Linked DNA regions of Mus musculus: region 2 is linked to region 1. A link is a contact called in public promoter capture Hi-C data. All regions are on one chromosome and are shown on one strand. The core of a region is the stretch at or near the end of the contact, and the rest is flanking DNA. Distances in the headings are between cores, read along the strand shown.

Evidence for each region. Promoter capture Hi-C pulls out the DNA fragments that hold promoters and counts their contacts.
Region 2: a contact with region 1 is called in a promoter capture Hi-C map of liver. The contact joins the enhancer-like site here to the promoter of Ldhd in region 1. A contact is called at or near these places in 5 of 39 promoter capture datasets (the 3T3-L1 cell line, cranial neural crest, embryonic stem cells and 2 more) and 2 of 484 Hi-C or Micro-C datasets (embryonic stem cells and liver).

Annotation. Positions count from the first base shown.
Region 1 is chr8:111,629,081-111,631,594 of GRCm38.p6, reverse strand. It overlaps Ldhd (lactate dehydrogenase D), which reads left to right and starts at 1,259. Exons shown (of 11, transcript NM_027570.4): 1 at 1,259-1,356; 2 at 1,540-1,652; 3 at 1,848-1,989; 4 at 2,173-2,314; 5 at 2,450-2,514. The coding sequence starts at 1,285.
Region 2 is chr8:111,800,359-111,802,872 of GRCm38.p6, reverse strand. The region is part of intron 5 of Cfdp1 (craniofacial development protein 1); the gene reads left to right. Among named protein-coding and RNA genes, the nearest start is that of Gm39252, 47 kb to the right of the region's middle. Within about 2 kb of position 1,257, at least 33 of the 459 cell types and tissues checked have an H3K27ac peak or open chromatin away from gene starts, as enhancers often do. A contact at or near this core is called in liver, where this site is marked.

The DNA of each region.
Region 1 (2,514 bases), core at 10-2,509:
CGTTCAATTCTGTAGTCTTGGAGGGTGCCCCAATCCAAAAAGAGCAAATAAAAGCAATTAGATCTATAACTAAATTTGCTATTTTAAGGATTTCTTTTTAGTTTATAGGTATGAGTGTTTTGCCTGTGTATTTGGCCCACAGAGGCCAGAAGAGGGTGTTTGATTCCCTGCTTGGGATTTGAGTTACAGATGGTTGTGAGTCATCCCATGTGGGTGCTAGGAATTGAACCCGGGTCCTCTGCAAGAGCAATCAGTGCCCTTAACTCTGATGCTATCTCTCCACCACCCCATTCCCTATAACTAAATTTGTCATTTTGTCTTGTTTTGTTTTCTTTTGTTATGGCTCAGGCTGGCTTCATCTCATCCTCCTCCTAACTCAGACTCTCTGTGTGGGTTTACAGGTGCATACCATAAGGCCTGGCTGGCATGATTTTCTCTTTTTACATATTCATCCAAATGTGGTTGGTGAATTAAGAGAGAACCACCAACTCCACGAAGTTGTTTTCTGATCTCTACGCATGCACTGTGGCGCGTATGTTCCTCCATCATGCACACAGACACAATAAAGCTGGATAAAAAAACTAAATAAATTAGGAGTTTGTATTCCTGACCGGAAGGAAGAGAGTCATTGGGAGGTAGTTTAGCTCAGTGGTGGTAGCAAAGGCTCTTCTGGAATTGCTGTGGGAGTTGTTTGGAACCAACAGGATGGTCTTGGAATTAATCTCCTTCCCTGCTTTTCCTTAGCACTCCTCTGCAAGGCGGCCTTTCTGGGCACTGCACTATGCTACCCACTCTGTCCCAGAATGACCTCTGGAGTTTCCCTCTTCGTGGTCATGGTGGCAAGTCTACTCTGTGGCATGCTGTTGAGGCTTGCAAGGTGAGGAAGGCTCTGCCTGACAGGGAGTCAGGAGATGATTCAGGGAGTAGGGCACAGTGTATGTGCCAAGGTTGCAGGCCGGCCTGAGCTCTGGAATGGAAAGGAAAACTGCAGCTTAGAGATCAAAGAAGAGGCTGGAAGTGTAGAAGACAAAGTCCGAGTGCCCGGTGGGACTTGAAAGCCTCCGTACACGATGTTTGTTTGGAGGGCTCTTCGGGGAGCAGCAGTTAGTTGACTTGTAACACGTGAAGTAGCTGTTGTCCTTCTTTTCCAGATCTGCAGAGGCCACCTTAAACCGGCTCCACCTTAAGCAGGCTCCACCCAGGGCAGCTATTGGGCACAGCGAGAGGCAGGCTGGCAAGGCTTCCTCTCCGCCTAGTTATTCTCCCCTTAGCTGCGGTCTGGCTATGGCCATGCTCCTTCGGGTGGCCACCCAGAGGCTGTCTCCCTGGAGGAGTTTCTGCTCCAGGGGGTCGCAGGTATAAGTCTACTTGTGGATGGGGTCCCAGAGGGTGGAGAGCCCGACGTAATGTCCTCGGGGCTCAGTGACGTCACCTTGCAGGTTGACCAGCCCCTCATTCTTCCCACCCGGCCACAGGGCAGGTCTGTGGCTCCCTCCGACTGTCTTTCCGATGACCCCCTCGCACTTTTCTCCCCTGCAGGGTGGACTCAGCCAGGACTTTGTGGAGGCTCTGAAGGCAGTTGTAGGGAGCCCCCACGTGTCCACTGCTTCTGCAGTCAGAGAGCAACACGGGCATGATGAATCGATGCACAGGTATCAGAAGGGACTGAGGGTCCCTGTCTCTCTGGTCACCTGTTTGGAGTTCTGGCATCCTTACACGGAGAGGTGCTCTCTGCCCTGATCTGCTGAGGTCCCTGTCCTTGGGTCCTTAAACCATTGCAGGTTCCTGGATAAGAGAGGGTGAGAAGCTTCCATCCTTTTCAAACCTCTGGGCCTGCCTGCTTCTAGGTGTCAACCTCCTGATGCTGTGGTTTGGCCTCAGAATGTGGACCAGGTCAGCCGAGTGGCAAGCCTGTGCTACAATCAAGGTGTTCCCATCATCCCATTTGGCACAGGCACCGGTGTTGAGGGGGGAGTCTGTGCTGTGCAGGTATAGTGGGGGTGCCCTGGGTCTGGTCCCATTATACAGGACACATTTACAGCTCTCTTCACCTGCCATCCCAGAGCTTTGGTATGGTTGCTGCAGGCCTCAGCCATAAAATGGGGCTCTAGCGGGCTGCCTCGGGCCTAGAGACCTAGGTTGGGCAGCTGTTTTTGACTCCCTTGCTACCAGGGTGGAGTGTGCATCAACCTGACCCATATGGACCAGATCACGGAGCTGAATACAGAAGACTTCTCCGTGGTGGTGGAGCCTGGAGTCACCCGTAAAGCTCTCAATACCCACCTGCGTGACAGTGGCCTTTGGTTTCCTGTTGGTAGGCCTTGGACTAACCACAGAGTACCTGACCGAGGGCTTGGGGGCGTGGTCTGAGGGATTTCACAGGGCCCCATCTTTCCCACAAGAGGGAAAGGGCCTCTGCAGTTGCCCTCTCCAGCATTTCATTCTCTAGACCCAGGCGCAGATGCTTCTCTGTGTGGCATGGCAGCCACCGGGGCCTCGGGCACCAATGCTGTG
Region 2 (2,514 bases), core at 8-2,507, 170 kb before region 1:
ACACCAAGGCTCGCGGTGCATCTGACAGCTCTAAGCTAGAATGTCTGTCAGTTAAAGGCCACGGGACTTGAGGTATAAAACAGACCATGGCAGCTGACTTTTTGTAGGGAAATGGACCTCGGCAAGGCCAAGAACCAAAGCAGAGAGGAAAGATTGAGACAAGTGATTCTTCTAGCCAGAGCTCTTCGCCGTGGGTCCCTGGTGCCTTTTTATTTACTGCTTGAGAAAAACATAAACCAAGCATGGGGAGAGAATCTTAGCCATGAGGGTAAGGAAAAGCGGGCCGAGGAAAAGAACTTGCATTCTCCAGAAATGCTGAGTCCAAAGCCAGGAAAAGTATAGGATTGTTGGTCAGTTTCCCACAGCCACCCCGTCCCCCGTTTCCTGCCCAAACGGCTATGGATATAAAGTTGAGAGAAAGCTTCCTGTCTGTGACTGTCAGCACCATGCTGAGTTCTCTGTGTCCTGTCCAGCATGGAGAGCTTTGTCTAGGAGTTGTGTTCTGGAGTCCTCTGTCTATCTGCCAATCTCTTACTCCAGAGAGAAGCACCGGGTTTTCTCTCAACAGCATGGTGATTATGCAATCCTGAATGGCGTTCTCAGGTTAGATGTTGAGATTCAACAGTATAAAACAGAGCATTTCTGAACGATATAGAAAAACCAGTTGGGTTTCCTTAATAGCCTTGAATCTCACTTTGGAGTAGGAATAGGAGGGTCAAGAATGATAAAGAGGCCGGGCATTGGTGGCGCACGCCTTTAGTCCCAGCACTCGGGAGGCAGAGGCAGGCAGATTTCTGAGTTCGAGGCCAGCCTGGTCTACAAAGTGAGTTCCAGGACAGCCAGGGCTATACAGAGAAACCCTGTCTCAAAAAAACAAAAAAAAAAGAAAGAAAGAAAAAAAGAATGGCAAAGAGAAGAGTGGCTGACGCTGTGCTGTACAGGAGACTAGGATGCAGTTACTGCAACACTTACTAATTACAGCTGTCAGCATGTACACACAATTCATTAAAAGCTGGTGAAGTAAACACAGCCTTGTCAGAACATAATTAACTGCAAAGAGGAGCATTAGAAAGTGCCCTGGGGTAGAAGCCCTGTGCTTGCCCATGATGTCTTGTGGCCAAATGTAACACCAGCCTAAGAAAAGAATAGTCATCGTGAAAGTATTTTCTTTCCTTCCCAGTCAGGAAGCAGGCTCACAATGGAGACCAGAGCCGTCCTGTGCATTTTGAGATGTACAGGAAACAACTCGCATTACCAGCGGAGCTTTTCCTGCTGCTGAATGAACCCTGAGGCCACAGTGACCTGTCTGCTTAATGAGTTCATGAAGAATCTGGTCCTTGCACTGACCCTGTCCTTAAAAGCTTTCTGTAAAGCTGGAACAACGTTCCTTTAATGTACGAGTTAACTCTTACTGAGCAAATGAGATCCAAAAGTGAGAAAAGAATCCATGGGCAGAGAGGTGAAGCCTGCTGAGGAGCCTCTAAGTCTTGGGTTTTCTATTTGAATTTTGATTCCATTTGCAGGGAAATTTTTCATTCCACTTTTTCTCTTTTTGCAGGACCATAATAAAACGGACTTGTTCTTTTTACTGTGCAGTGTGTGTGGTGATCAGACCTAAATGTTGGAGAATTCTGAGGCTAGCATCTACCACTGAGCCTTTTCCCAGTCCAAACTGCCTTCTATTTTATATGGTGCTTTTATCCCATGGCAGTGATTTTTTTTTTTAATTATTCTTTAAGCGTGTCTTACAGTGTGTTTTTATTATATTCACCCCTGTCCCAACTTCCCAAATCTACCCCTCCTTACAGACCCATCCAACTTCCAACTTTAAAAACAAAAAACAGACCTAGCATCAAGACCAATTTGTGCTGCCCAAATACTATTGGATGTGTGGTCATCCACTGGAGAAAACTCCTTCTCTCCCTGCGGCTAACACATGCCAACACAGCTAGGTGTGGGATTCTGTGCTCAGCTCCCCTCTCCGTGCTGGTATCTGGTCTGGTTTGAGCTTGCACAGGGCTTTTGTATGCTGTCACAACTACTGTCAGGTCATATGTGCAGCTGCCCACTGTGGATGGAGAGGCCTGCTCTTGAGAGTCATCTACTGCCTCTAGCTCCTAGACCCTCTCTTCCTCGCTCCCTCGACGGTCAGAGCCTTCGGGGAGGGGAGTGTGGTACTTGTTCCACTGACGGATGAGCATTTGTCCCTCTCTTGTTCTCTGCCCTTTGGCCAGTCCCCACCCACTGCAGGTAGAAGTTTCTCAGATGAGGGTTAGGAGGTGCACTGATCTGGCAGTACTCCTGTTGAAGGATTTCCCTCTCCCACCATTCAGTCAGCAAACTTTCCAGTAGAGCAATAGAAGTGGTTTGTGTTTTATGTAACTATTTGAGTACAGTAGAGGAGGAAAAGAAAGCAATTTTTTTTTTTTTTGTGGTTTTTTGAGACAGGGTTTCTCTATAGCCCTGGCTGTCCTGGAACTCACTTTGTAGATCAGGCTGGCCTCGAACTCAGAA